Linked DNA regions of Mus musculus: region 1 is linked to region 2. A link is a contact called in public HiChIP or PLAC-seq data. All regions are on one chromosome and are shown on one strand. The core of a region is the stretch at or near the end of the contact, and the rest is flanking DNA. Distances in the headings are between cores, read along the strand shown. Region 1 overlaps Tshz2 (teashirt zinc finger family member 2). Region 2 has its middle 28 kb from the start of Gm33622.

Region 1 (4,204 bases), core at 154-2,653, 780 kb before region 2:
TATATCATTATTTAAACTATGTGGAATTTATTCTGGCTCCTCAGCTATGGGTTTGCACTTGATGACCTGGCTCCTGTCGGCTGCCCAATTCTGGGTCATACCTAAGCCTGAAACTTCCTAATTTCAAAATGGCCAGATGCTCATCCCAGACTTACAAACACTCACAAAGGCCTTACTGCGCAATGACTCTTTGGCTAAGAGCAGAGGCCCCAGAACTAAACAGCCTGACTTTGAAGCCCAACCTGGCCACAGAGGACACCTTGCGGTTTGGAACTGCACAGCCCTGAATATCAGTGCCACCTGCTAAAAGTAAAGAAGCCAGCCATCTGAGAATGGTAGTGAAGGTTAAACTGAGACACAGAAGAGTTGGCAAGATGGTTTATAGGGTAAAGGCGCTTGCAGCCAAGCCTGATGACCTGAGATCAAATCCCCAGTGCCTACTTTGTATACTGAATGTTGTTTTCTAACCTCTATAAGTGTGCTCACACACACACACAAACACACACACACACACACACATGCACGCACATACAAACACATACACACACACACTGTAATGTAAAAACAATAAGATAAAAAGAAGTTACTTAAAATAGCACAAAGTTAGCACTAGAGAGTAACTTGTTTTTATCGCTTTGATACCATCCATGGGGGCAGGAGAAGGGAAGTTTCCCATTTCGGGAAGAAAAAAGAAACAACAAAAAAACCTGATAAGCCAGGAGTCTGTTTCCTGGTCCCTGGAGCCATTTGGTGGTAGAGATGGTGCCAAAAGGAGAGATGCACTTAGAAGATATACTTGGGCACTTTCCGAGTGCGCTTCTGCAAACAGGATGCTGTAAATGTCTCCTTGGGGGACGAGCCTGCCAGCAGGTCTCGGTTTCCACTTGTGATTTACAGAGTCCTTTCCTCTAGTTCAGATAGGTTTTCCTGCCTGCCCTCTGTGCAGATCTTACTTCAAGTCCAGCCCCATCCAGTACAGAACGTGTCTCCCCACCCTCAGGCGAGGGATGCATAGCAGGAGTATCAAAGAGGTTTCCTGTTCCAGTTTCCTCCTTGGCACCCCTGCCAGGCGGAAATCTCTTAAGGCCTTACTTAGCATGCACCGGCAAGAGCTGAGCCAGGGCAAGCGGCACAGCTACTGGCACTGGCTCCTCCTATCCGCCCTCCCTCCCTTTCTCTCCGCCCCTTTGCTTTCTCCCTTCTCCCAGGTTTCCGCTGACAGTAAGTGCACTCGGGTTACACACAGCTTTCTTTGGAAAGCCCCCTTTTTAATGATCTGGCAGCCCAGGAAAAAAAAAAAAAGAAAGAAAGAAAGAAAAAAAATTCAATCGCTCTTCCCACAGCTTCCGCAAGCCCCAGTGATAAATGACACCTGTCATTCTGTCACAGACAAGCAGCACAGACTGAGATGTCAGTGATGTATGGCTCACTAGAACAGGAAATCAACTTTTCTCCCCCCAAAGGGGGAAAAAATCTAAAAGAGCTGACCAGAACATTGTCAGGAATCAGTTTTGCCTCCCAGACAGATGGGAAAGGAGACGGGAAAAGTTTGAACTTAGGAAAGGAAAAAAAAAAATCAGATCAAAACAAGAGGAATAGTGTCTGGAGAGAAGCTGGCATCCAGTGGGCCACACCGTGTGCGGGCATGGCTGAGGTCTTTGTAGCACACAGGGCATGGACCAAGTGTTCACCTCTGTTGGCGCCTGAGGGAGGGAAGGGTGAATCTCACCCTGTGAGATTCTATTCTCCTTAGGAGTCTCACCGGGGTGGGGAGGGGTTGGGGTTGGGGGTGGGTTGGGGGCCTGGGGGGTGAGGGGTATGGGGGGGGAGAAGTGAGTCAAGTCAGAGATTTGTTTGCTAAGCACAAAGTAGCCAGTTTTACACAGCTCCCAAGGGAAGACAATAACATTCCCAATGGCTGCTCTCCCCGGTATTCCCACTTCACAGAGATTGTCACCTGAAGAACAGCAAGGTCTCATGCGATGACAGTCATGGGGAGGCGCAGGAATGGCTTCCCTACCTTTCTCCTCATTTTCCCACCCTCTTCTCATCCCATCATCCACACATGTTAAATTCAAAACCATCCATTATCAAGCTGTATCATTTCTATACACTCGAGGCTCTGACTGGAAAAGACAAACTCAGCCACATCTGACTGATACTGAACAGTTGGGCTTATACTTTTGTGCTAAACTCACAACAGAAAATTAAGACACAGACAAGTAGTTTATTCCTATGTGGGATGTCTAAGAATCGGTGTGTCATCACCTGGGATAGGGTAGGTGACATGTTGAGTAGGCACCCTGGTTTCCACCCACTGAGACCTGAAAGCACTTCACACCAGTGAGACCAAGAAAAAATTTCCCTGGGTGTCTCTGGACATCCACTGCGAAACAGTTGCCCCAATTGAGAACCCTTATCTTAAAAATCTGAAATCAAACAACCTAGAAAAGATTATGTTCCAGGGATGAGTTGAAGTTGGCATGCTAAGCAGTCTGATATAGAAAAATGCTCAAAGATTGTCCCAAAGATACACTAACTTTCCCAGGTTTTCACAAACATTTCTATTTAAGCTTTGTAACAACCAAAAAGTCCAGTTGCCATTTGTTTTGCATGTATCTTCTGTATAGATGGGACAGAACTGGATACCGCAGAGGGAAGTAGGCTTAAAGCAGGCAAAATGATTCACAGGGGCCGGGGAGATAGCTCTGCCATCAAACTGCTTGCCGTGTAAGCAGAAGACCCTGTTTGGATCTCCAGAGCCATGGGCATTGGTGGCACACACCTCTGATCTCTTGTGAAACAAAGGCATGCAGATCTCTGGGACTCAGTCCAGGATCAGTGAGAGACTCTCCCTCAGTCAATAAGGTAGAGTCATTGAGGAAGGTACCGGGTTTTGATCTCTGGCCTCCACATGCATATGCATTCATGTATACTGTATATATACACACACACCACACAGAGAGACACACTACACACACACACACACACACACACATACACACACCACAGAGAGACACACCACATACACACCCCACAGAGAAACATACTACACACACACATACACACACACTGCACAGAGAGACACACTACACATATACACACCACACACACCACATAGAGAGACAAACTACGCATATATACATACACTCACACCACACATATACACACCATACACACAGACACACACACACCACACACATCACACACACATCACACAGAGACACACCACACACACATACACACACACAATCACATAAAGAGACACACTACACATATACACACATACACATACATACCACACACATATATACACCACACACACACCACACATACACACATATACCACACACATATATACCACACATACACACACATACCACACACATATACACCACACACACCACAGAGAGACACACTACACATATACATACACATGCACACACACACCACACACATACACACTCCACACACATGCAGACTCACACATCACACACATACACACTACACCACACACGTACACTACACATAGACTACATACACACCACACACACAAACAAACACACTCCTCAATTTCAGATAAATCACTTTAATGCTAGTGAAAGATAGCAATCAGAACCACACATCTCATTTCCAATGATATCATGAAATGACTGTTTTCATGCTCTGAAAATTATTAAATTATGATTTATTAAGCATGAGCATTAAATGTTTTTGAACATTTGAGCTTGTGGTTTGAATGGAAGAAAGTTGGACAGAAATCACACCCTTCTGCCGGGGCTTTCTGTGCGCGGCAGGGCGAGAACCTGAAACTGTTAACATACAAATCCTCTCAACGCAGCTTGCACAGCTGCATCCAAAACATTCTTTGACCCCTCCAGTAAAGCATGGGATGAAAAGGAAGCAGAGCCTGCTTCCAGACACCGCATAAAACATCTCAGCTTGTCACCCGTCAGTTGTCACCGAGAGAGATCAAAGTTAATTTGAGAGACACATATAGATTGATCCGTGTAAAGCCGTTAATGGGAATCACATGGGAAGACAAGAAACAACAGGCAATAGGCTGAGCGTGTGATCATAAAGAATAAAACAAAAAAAACATGGCATGAATAGATGGAGCACAAACCCCCACTCCAGCAGAAGGTGGAGGAAGACAAGACCTCAGAGAATCAGGAAGGATTGGGGGCCACCGCGGGACGTTCCT
Region 2 (4,169 bases), core at 1,167-3,666:
CCTGTCATCCATCAACATTTATTGAGTTCTGACAATGTGCTGGATTACATGTGAAAGAGTGCATGCACGCACACGTGCACACACGTGTGTGTGTGTGTGTGCATGTGTGTGTGCACGCACGCGCTCAAGTGTGTGCGTGTGTGTGTGTGTGTGTGTGTGTGTGTGTACGTACACACACACACACCAAAATCCAACTTATTTCTTCTGAAACTGGCCCACTTACCGTATGGTTTGGGGTGTATAAAGTTTTCCTATGTAGGATTTAAAGTCATAATTCCTGGGTCCCTGCTCCCCACCCCCACCCTCCTCTCCTCATTTATCTCAGCACAATGGCGCTGGTTGGCTTTGAAGATGAGTTGTAATCAACTCGTGAAGTGGAAGAAAGAGAATTCTGATTTGCGGGAGGAAGAAGCTCTCACGGAGCGTTGCATTTTAATGACTCTTGTTTATTAATGACCCGGGCTTTCCTGATCCACAGTCGACTGTGAGGGCTGGAAGGGTCCCTGCAGATGCTGTCTCCCCACAGAGGCAACATCAGGGATCTGGTGGCTTGCAGAGCTGACTTCTGCTACCTGGGCCTGGGTACAGGGTGGGGCCGTGACTGAAAATGACTGGGACAATTGGTTTGTGAAACGGGCAGAGGGTGGTCAGGGGCACAAGTCAGGAGCAAAAATCAATCACCAGAAAATTAAGAGACTTCGTTTGCAGCTGCTGAGGAGGAGATTTAAAAAAAATCACAGGAAACAAAACCCCACTGAAAAGAGGTGTTTAATTTTTAGGTCGCCCTGAGTCTAGGGTGAAAGAATACTCTAGTGTGGATCTCCAGCTTTGTCTCCCCCGGCATCTATTGACATATTTATTCGCATGTGTAAACCTGCTTTGAGCGACACTTTCTGGTATTAAATCAGACCGCCCCCCGGAGCAAAACTTCATCGGAACCGTGCTTCCTTTATCTCAGAAGCTCCGGTTACAACCTAATGTTATTTTAACAGTTTTTCTTTAATTTAACGATATTTAATTTGTATTCACTCAAGTGACATACAATAGATCATGCTATTACTATGATTTATATCCGACGAACTGGCATAAATCCACCATTATAAATTGCGCCTGTAAATGAAACTATTATTTTACAGGAATTACCCGAGCAAAAAGGCTAAGGACCCTCCAAGTCAACCTTAGTCAAACCCACTCTTTCGAGTTTTATATTTTATGCCTGCAGTAAAGGCTTCCCTGAAAGCTCATAACCCACGCACACAAAAAAAAGTCATTCGAAGTACATTAATTACGATAATACCGTCCAAAAAGCTGCAAGGGCCTATTTTTGTGACATCATTCTCTGATTTCTTACTACCTTAAATTATCTCTTTGATGGCCATGGAGATTAACAGTCATGCTTTTATCATTAAATATAAGGCATTTTAAAGCCTCATCCACCTAGGTTCTAATTGATATTGCTTTAAGTTGGCAGATAGTGACCTGATTTATAATTTAAATATGCAGCATTATCTGCCTCTCTTGAGCAGAACGAAAAACCGAAGTCCCTCTCATCTTTCTCGGCAATGTTAACATCAAGGAAAAGTCACTTTCTTTTTCCCCCCACCCCCGCCCTTTTATATCCTAAGCCTAATTGAAAACTGTTCATTGAATTTCAACATGATAGAAAAGTCTTTTTATCTCTCAATTTGTCCATTAGCGATTATAATTGAAGTATCTGCTGCAGCACCGAGTTGATATTGTTCTTGTTAAAATTCCGAGTTTCTCTAAATCTTTCAGAAGACATCAAAAAATGCATACGAGTATCTGCGCACACACGCACGCGCACGCATGCACACACATGCGCACGCACACACACGCACGAGCACGTACCCGCCTCTATGGCTCAGGCTATAGCTGCCTAAATGGAGGCTCACACTCAGTACAGCTCCACTCGGAGGAAGCCACACAAAGAAGGAAGTCGGCTAATTTTGCCGGGGAACACGCTGCATACTAATCTCAGCAGTGTGACCATAAGGTTTGCTAATTGCCACATCTGTTTAACAGCTGTCAGGCGGTCCCCACATGCTGCCATCAATATTACAGTGCCACACATTACCACGAGTTTTATTGTTTTCAGCTGTTATTTATTTCTCGTAGACATTGCTACGGCTAATGACGATGACTTCTCTTAGGCCACTAATGATTTTAGGGCTTTTTTTTTTTTTTAAGCTCTATATAACCCGGTTTTGCTGTTTGGGTGGATATCTAACTTCCTGTCACCTACTTCCTGACTCTCTGTTTCCTATCCCTCCCCATAACTTCCTCACGGGAACAATGATAATGTTTTCCTATCTACAACCACGGATACCCTAATCAGTGTGTAGAGTCTTTTAACGGGAAGTTTCCCGACGGTCTTTTTCTTTCCCTAAACTGTGAGGTTGAGAGCTGTGGAAATGATGTATGAGGAGTTACATCACTGCGCAGGCTGCCTCCACACCAGCAGCACCGGTCTGGCTGATTTTTTTTTTTTTTTTGTAATTACTTTTGCATTTCACCACAATACTTTTTTAAAAAGCACACACAGCAAATCACAACATTTATTAAGCCTAAAGCAGAGATTGACAAGCTGCAAGCAGAGTGAATTCATAGCACCTGGTGTAAGACAAATTGATAGGTGTCAGCGGTCTCCGGTGTCCACAGAAGATGTGGATTCCGTGTGATATATTATTTATCCACCCCCAACGCCTTCCACCTCATTAATAGCCCTGTACATTGGAGACACACAGTTCTGATGATTCGTGTGGGACAGTTCAAAGGGACGTGGTGTTTGTCTACTCTGATTCTATTCTTTTCCTCATTTCCCCTTGCATCTTCCCATAAATTATTAAGCCCCGGACTGTTTATTTAAGGATCTCATTTCAGTGTGTATGTCCAGCTGAATTCTGTTTTTCTCCTCTAATGAAAGGAAAATAGTATGAGGATTTCCGATGGGTGGGAGCACATTTTAGATCAGCCATGCACGAGGCCATCCATAAAGGACAGTCTGACTTCCAATTGCACAGCAAGGCCTTCTGATGAGTCTTAAAGTCCATCTGAGTTACGTACCACATCACGCCAGCAAATTAGAATGTGGCTACTAGGTCAAATCCAACATGATTTGCATGCGCCTATGGGGAACTGGATAAGAGAAAGAAGTACCGATACAAGTCACCAGTGGGGAATACTGTCTCCAAAATGAAGGGAGCTGATTGGAGGTCAGTCCGGAGGACCCCTGAGTGAGTGACACCAGTTTTCAAGTCTGGTGAAGTGTATGTACCATTTAGAATCCAACCATGGCATAACCAGGGAATGGACACAAGGCCTACTGGGCTCGCACACAGAGACGAGCTTAAATATAAAATCGATTGTTTTTCAAAAGATGAACCCAAAGGCTCACTTTTTTTAAACTGGTTAAAAGATATTTTAGATTATCAAAAAAGGCTTCCCAGAGTGGTTTGCTGGCACGAGTGTGTGTGTGTGTGTGTGTGTGTGTGTGTGTGTGTGTTTCGAGGCATCTCTCTACTACTATGAGGGGAACTGGATGCTCACTCCTGGGATCTTCAGCATGAAATTTTACAGAAGGCTTTATCAACAACAAAAACGATTATTTTCAGAACATTACTACCACAACACAGACAGCATGTCATGGCTAGCTGAATCTGTCCTCGAGATCTCCACAGCCTCTCCTCTCTTTCTCTCTCTCTTGTTCAGGTCCCTCTTCTCCTGGCTCCTGAGAGACAGGAAATGGGATAGAAACTACTCCTTCCCCATGGCTGTAATAAACCACCATGACCAAGGTAACTCTAGATTGGAAAGATTTAAAATTGAGCCCATGGTTCCACAGGGTTAAAACCATTGTGGCAGGAGGCATGGCCGGGAGCTGCAGGCATAATGGCAGGAGCTAGAAGCTACATGCTTATACCCACAAATGCAAGCATGAAGCAGAGAAAACAGACCGGAAATGAGGGAAGGCTAGAAACTCCCAAGCCCCACCCTCAGTGATGTACTTCCTCCAACAACCAATTGGTGCCCAAGGATTCAAACACCAGAGCCTTTGGGACCACAGACACCAAACGGCTGGTGACCGGTGCCCCGTGACACTGACTGACACTGACGTCACTGGTGAACTTCGACCTTGTGATGTGCTCAGC

Evidence for each region. HiChIP or PLAC-seq counts read pairs in DNA pulled down with a chosen protein or histone mark.
Region 1: an H3K4me3 HiChIP or PLAC-seq map of embryonic limb bud shows a contact between it and region 2, with 5 times the contacts expected there. The contact joins two enhancer-like sites. A contact is called at or near these places in 5 of 115 datasets of contacts at active chromatin or transcription factors (cardiomyocytes, embryonic basal ganglia, embryonic hindbrain and 2 more).

The regions. Positions count from the first base shown.
Region 1 is chr2:169,787,815-169,792,018 of GRCm38.p6, reverse strand. All of the region lies in intron 1 of Tshz2 (teashirt zinc finger family member 2), which reads right to left. Among named protein-coding and RNA genes, the nearest start is that of Gm34344, 120 kb to the right of the region's middle. Within about 2 kb of position 1,403, at least 160 of the 459 cell types and tissues checked have an H3K27ac peak or open chromatin away from gene starts, as enhancers often do. A contact at or near this core is called in embryonic limb bud, where this site is marked.
Region 2 is chr2:169,006,713-169,010,881 of GRCm38.p6, reverse strand. No RefSeq gene overlaps it. Among named protein-coding and RNA genes, the nearest start is that of Gm33622, 28 kb to the right of the region's middle. Within about 2 kb of position 2,416, at least 27 of the 459 cell types and tissues checked have an H3K27ac peak or open chromatin away from gene starts, as enhancers often do. A contact at or near this core is called in embryonic limb bud, where this site is marked.